Regions from separate parts of the Rattus norvegicus genome. Here region 2 is linked to region 1. Evidence: chromatin contacts called from public Hi-C data. All regions are on one chromosome and are shown on one strand. Each heading gives the region's core, a stretch centred on a gene start, on an enhancer-like site or on the middle of the called end of the contact. The rest is flanking DNA. Distances are from core to core; before and after follow the strand shown.

The links. Hi-C and Micro-C count contacts between places; a contact is called where the count stands out from the background.
Region 2: a Hi-C map of mammary epithelial cells shows a contact between it and region 1, with 2.1 times the contacts expected there. The contact joins the promoter of Hmbs here to the promoter of Rnf26 in region 1. A contact is called at or near these places in 1 of 12 Hi-C or Micro-C datasets (mammary epithelial cells) and 1 of 1 datasets of contacts at active chromatin or transcription factors (oligodendrocytes).

What each region holds. Positions count from the first base shown.
Region 1 is chr8:53,352,155-53,354,854 of GRCr8, reverse strand. It overlaps Rnf26 (ring finger protein 26), which reads left to right and starts at 1,269. Exons shown (of 1, transcript NM_001113748.1): 1 at 1,269-2,700. The coding sequence starts at 1,269. The coding sequence ends at 2,543.
Region 2 is chr8:53,576,390-53,579,089 of GRCr8, reverse strand. It overlaps Hmbs (hydroxymethylbilane synthase), which reads left to right and starts at 1,357. Exons shown (of 14, transcript NM_013168.2): 1 at 1,357-1,519. The coding sequence starts at 1,487.

The DNA of each region.
Region 1 (2,700 bases), core at 20-2,519:
CAAGGGATCCCCCCTAACAATCTTTTTCTCTTTGTGAATAGCTTGAGACAGATGATAATCTTAAAAAGGGTTGTATTTCCAAAGCATGGTACATGCTTAATAAGTGTTAAAAATAAATGATGAGGGCTGGAGAGATGGCTCAGCGGTTAAGAGCACCCGACTGCTCTTCCAGAGGTCCTGAGTTCAATTCCCAGCAACCACATGGTGGCTCACAACCATCTGTAAAGAGATTCGATGCCCTCTTCTGGTGTGTCTGAAGACAGCTACAGTGTACTTATATATAATAAATGAATAAATAAATCTTTAAAAAAAATGATGAATGAGATGAGGCAGCAGGTCCCAGGGGGACGTGGAGAAGGTACTAAACCAGAGTCCAGCCCAGACCTCGAAGAACGCATACTCCAAGACCGGGAGCAGGGTGGAGTTGGGGCTTCGGGGCGATACCACTTAAAGACAGTCTCATTAAATTGTGGCTCTGGCTCTTTAAGGGGCGGGGCGGGGCGGGGCGGGGTGAGGAAATTATACCGACACGCTAACGGACCTATCACCACCTCAAAGAGGAGGAGCTTTATAAATATATTTCTATTCCTCTCATTGGAAATTATGTCTTTGGGCGCTGTTCAAAAACACCAATGGTTTGTCGACTTTTCTGCCATTGCCCCTCACTGATTGGCCATGGGCTATAGTCCCGCCCCCTGCTTGCCCCGTCCCTTAGCACACAAGATGGCGGCGCCCAGTGGAGTCGAGACCGCGCTTGGGGTTTGCTGAGGCTGACTTTCTGTCCTGCTTTCCCTTTGGGTGCCAGTCGCCACGAGCAGGAGGACAGGGGCCGGGCGGGGACAGGGGCACTTGCGTGGCTGGACCGCGAGCCCGCGCCCAGCCTGCGTCGCCCCCACCCGGCCCCGGCCCGGCCCTTCCCGATCCCGTCCTATCCTTCCCGGTCTTCTCCCGGTCAGACCCGTTGCCCGGCCTTGAATACCGCTCCAGGCTTCTAAAGCTGAGGTACTTCCTCCAGTCCGGGCTCCCTATCATTTTAGAGATGTTTTGCTTCTTCGCTCCCGAACAGCCCGCCTTCCAAACCGGGATTCCTTTCCCTCTTGTAAAAGTCTTCTCTCCAACCCACTTCTGTAGACCTTGGTTCTCCCTTGGTTAGACGTTCACATCCCTTCCAAATTAACTCCGAACTCTCCGCAGTATTGGCAACCTTGACACCATCTTCTCTGAGGAGCCAGCCTTTCTTTTTTTGTCCTGAACTCCACAGCCCTATCATGGAGGCTGTCTACCTGGTGGTGAATGGGGTGGGCCTGATGCTGGACTTGCTGACCTTGGTGTTGGATCTCAACTTCTTGCTCGTGTCCTCCCTCCTGGCTACCTTGGCCTGGCTTTTGGCCTTCATCTACAATCTGCCACATACAGTACTGACGAGTCTTCTGCACTTGGGTCGAGGATTCCTGCTCTATTTGGTGGCCTTAGTTGAAGCAGTGGTCCGATTTACCTTCGGGGGATTGCAGGCCTTGTGTACTCTTCTCTGCAGCTGCTACTCGGGCTTGGAGAGCTTAAAGCTGCTGGGGCACCTGGCTTCTCATGGAGCTCTGAAGAGCCGGGAATTACTGAACAGGGGTATCCTGAACATGATCTCTAACGGTCATGGTTTGCTACGCCAGGCCTGTGACATCTGTGCCATTGCCATGAGCTTGGTGGCCTATGTGGTCAATAGTCTGGTCAATATTTGCCTCATTGGCACTCAGAACTTCTTCTCCCTGGTGCTGGCCCTGTGGGATGCCGTGACAGGGCCTCTTTGGAGGATGACAGACGTGGTGGCTGGTTTCCTTGCTCACATTTCCAGCAGCGCTGTGGCCATGGCCATTCTCCTGTGGACCCCTTGCCAACTAGTCCTGGAGCTGTTGGCCTCGGCCGTCCGCGTCCTGGCCAGCTGTGTGCTTTTCCACCTCACCGGTTTGGTGTTGCTGGCTTGTGTGCTGGTGGTGATTCTGATTGCGTTGCACCCAGAACAAACCCTGAGGTTGGCCACCCGAGCTCTCAATCAGCTTCACGCCCGCCCATCCTACCACCGGCTTCGAGAGGATGTTGTACGGCTGTCTCGCCTTCCACTAGGTCTAGAGGCTTGGCGCAGAGTCTGGAGCCGAAGCCTACAGCTGGCCAGCTGGCCAAATCGGGGAGGAGCACCGGGAGCCCCCCAAGGTGGCCCCAGGAGGGTGTTCTCAGCCAGGATCCAGCCCCAGGATCCTCTACCTGAAGCAGATGAGGAGGTCATCAGAACAGCAGCTGCTAGAGGCCGGGAGAGACTCAATGAGGAGGAACCTACAGCTGGTCAAGACCCATGGAAGTTGCTGAAGGAGCAAGAAGAGCGGAAGAAGTGTGTCATTTGCCAGGACCAAAGCAAGACGGTGCTGCTTCTGCCCTGCCGGCACCTGTGCCTGTGCCAGGCTTGCACCGAGATCCTCATGCGCCACCCCGTTTACCACCGCAACTGCCCGCTCTGCCGCCGCAGCATCCTGCAGACCCTCAATGTCTACCTCTGAAGACTCCCTCCCTGCCTGCCCGTCCTTTGTGCTCCACACACCAGGACAGCATCAACATTTTGCCTCCGGGTTCTGGCCTGAGTCCTCTTTGCCCTGAAGGTGTCTCTGCCAAGCCTCAAGCCATATATCCAGGACCTGTAGCTGGAATACTCCGGAA
Region 2 (2,700 bases), core at 108-2,607, 220 kb before region 1:
CAACTTAGGTTCTTTTCTCAGAACCTCTGTTTTCCCATATGGTCATTACTTTGAACAGCAATTTTGACTTAACAAATAGCATCTGTACAATGTTCGATTCGTTGCTATTAATCAAAGTAGTGGAAAGAACAAGAGTGTGTTTCTTGGAGCTAACCCAAGACCTTGGGCATGTGATTCAAATGCTGTGCAAACCAGTCCAGCACCTGGAAATGGTCTCTTGTAGCCCAGACTAGCTTCAAATTTACTGTGTGGCTTAAGTTGACCTTGAGATACTCCAACTCCTAAGTGCTGGCATAAGGAGCACCATTATGCCTGGCTTTTCACATTTTTTTGTAAGGCACATTTTTATTTTATACATGTGTGGGTGCCTGCCTGCATGCATGTGTGCCTCATGCAGGCCTGGTGTTCAGGGAGACTAGGAAAGGGGGTCAGACTCTCTAGAACTGCACTTACAGGTGGCTGTGAATTTCCATATTCACGTATTCCAATTCCCATATTGGGCTGGGAGTCAAACCCAGGTCCTCCATAAGAGTAGCAGATGCTCTTAACCACTGAGCCATCTCGCTAGACCCTGACCTTTTATTTCTTTGGAAATTCAAGCATTGTGGTTTATGTTCTAATCCTAGCACTTGGGAGGTAGAGTTCAAGGTCATTTTGGGCTACATAACATGTTCCTGTCCCAAACAAACAGAAATACTCTCTACTATGGGAGGCTGAGACAAGAAAATGGAAAACTTCAAGGCCAGCCTGAGCTAACAGCACACACCTTGCCTTATTAAAAAAAAAAAAAAAAAAAAAAAAGCAAAGTTTTACACTAACTGCTTATGGCCAACGCTGAAGAGGTGAAGCTGTAAAATTCTGAGAAGCCTTCTGGAATCCTTTATTTGTTGATGATGAAAGTACCCTAGCAGGCATGGTAACTTGTTTAAATGCTCTGGGACATAATGGAGGGCAAGAGCCGACTCTCTCAGGTTACCCTAGGACCTCCTTATGCTCGCATAACACACTCACACCACACACATTTGATAAATGCAATATAAAATAGCCAGGCGGTGGTGGGACACTCCTTTAAATCCAAGCACTCAGGAGGCAGAGGCAGGCTGATCTATGTAAACTCGAGGCCAGCCTGGTCTACAGAGATAGTTCTAGAACAGCCAGGGCTACACAGACCCTGTCTCAAAAGACTAGGAAAAAAAGTGAAATAAAATAAGAATTGAAAAGAAAAAAAAATCTCTTGAGTTGTTCTGGACAAGTAGACTCCTGATGAGGCTGGCTCTGTCGCAATCCTAATTCCCGCCCAGAGGAAGGTGCCGCCCCTTCGAGGGAGGGCAACGGACGTGACGCAGAGCTCAGCAGGTCCTGCAGCCGGAGTGAAGTGCGGGCTCCGGCCCCATGTGCCTTCAGTCACGACCCGCCCAGGTCGCCGGCTTCTGCAGACTCCAGGGGACCGCAGCGGCAGTGCCGCGCTTGCGCCCTGAGCGGAGCCATGTCCGGTAACGGCGGCGCGGCCACAACCGCGGTGAGTCCTGAGCCGGTGACCGATGACCCGCACTTCTCGGGACTTTCTGGGTGCAACGATTGGCCCCGGGTTGCCGTGCTCCGTCGTCTATTGGTCAGAATAGTTGTCATTTTTCCCCCTCCCTCCAGATTTTTTAAAGGGCCAGTAACCAGGTTGCCCTAAGGCAGGGAAAGAGTGAGTCTGAGCAGTCGGGGAGGGGGTGAGAGTGGAAAAATGGTCCACCGTGGGATTCCATCCCTGTGGGCTTCTGGCTGGATTTCCGTGGTTCCAGACCAGTAAAGGTGTATACACAGACAAGATCCTTTCACGAAGTAGGGACTGAAGCAAATCCAGCTATCCTGGAATATGATCCACTTCATTTCAGGGGAGAGGGAGCACACCCCACTTCATAAAACTGTATACAAACATCTTGGAGGTGTACACGCCTTCTCCCGTTCTCCGTTATGGAAGTTACCAAGCCCTAGCCACCCACGAAAGTCCCAGCTGAGACACACCTGAATTGCTATTGTGAGTGGGGAACCACCCCATGGGCCTTGTCATTTCTGGCCTGCCTGGAAAGTTCTGCACTTGTCAGCAGGCTGCCTGAGATAAGGCAGAGCTGGGAGACCTGCTTATCTCCTGCTCAGGCCGGTGAGCAGCAGTCTTTGCTAGTGAAGACATTTCAGAGCACTGGATTAGGGTAGGAAGGTCTGGACTCTAGCACCCACTTTCTGCCTGTTCATAGCGGTGTGCCGTTTAGATAGTAATTATGACTACTCTGCGTCTTGGCTTCTATGACACTCGTGGAAGTGCCTACCCTGTCTAATCTAGTACAGCTGTTGCAAGGACAGTATGCAGACCTGGCTCAAATGCTGTTCTGGGTCAATTAATTAAAAAAAAATTGTTTGAGCCTAGCAATTCCTTTCTATGGGCTTCCCGTTGTCTGGAATTTCTGGGTTCAAGCCTAGTTAAACTGCAAAGGCGATCTCAGAGCCATTTGTTGGAGGAACCATCACAGTGGAGTAGACGGGAGTCTAAGAGAAAGTTTTCATCTCCTCCAGTGACAAAGAATCTGAGTGTCTGTCTACAGAAGAACCTGTGAGATGAGGAACCCAGTGCAGGGAAGGTGGACAATTTGAACAGTGACTCCAGTCACCTTTGTGTCAGACTGCAGAACCCAGTTCTACCAGCTTGGCACTAAC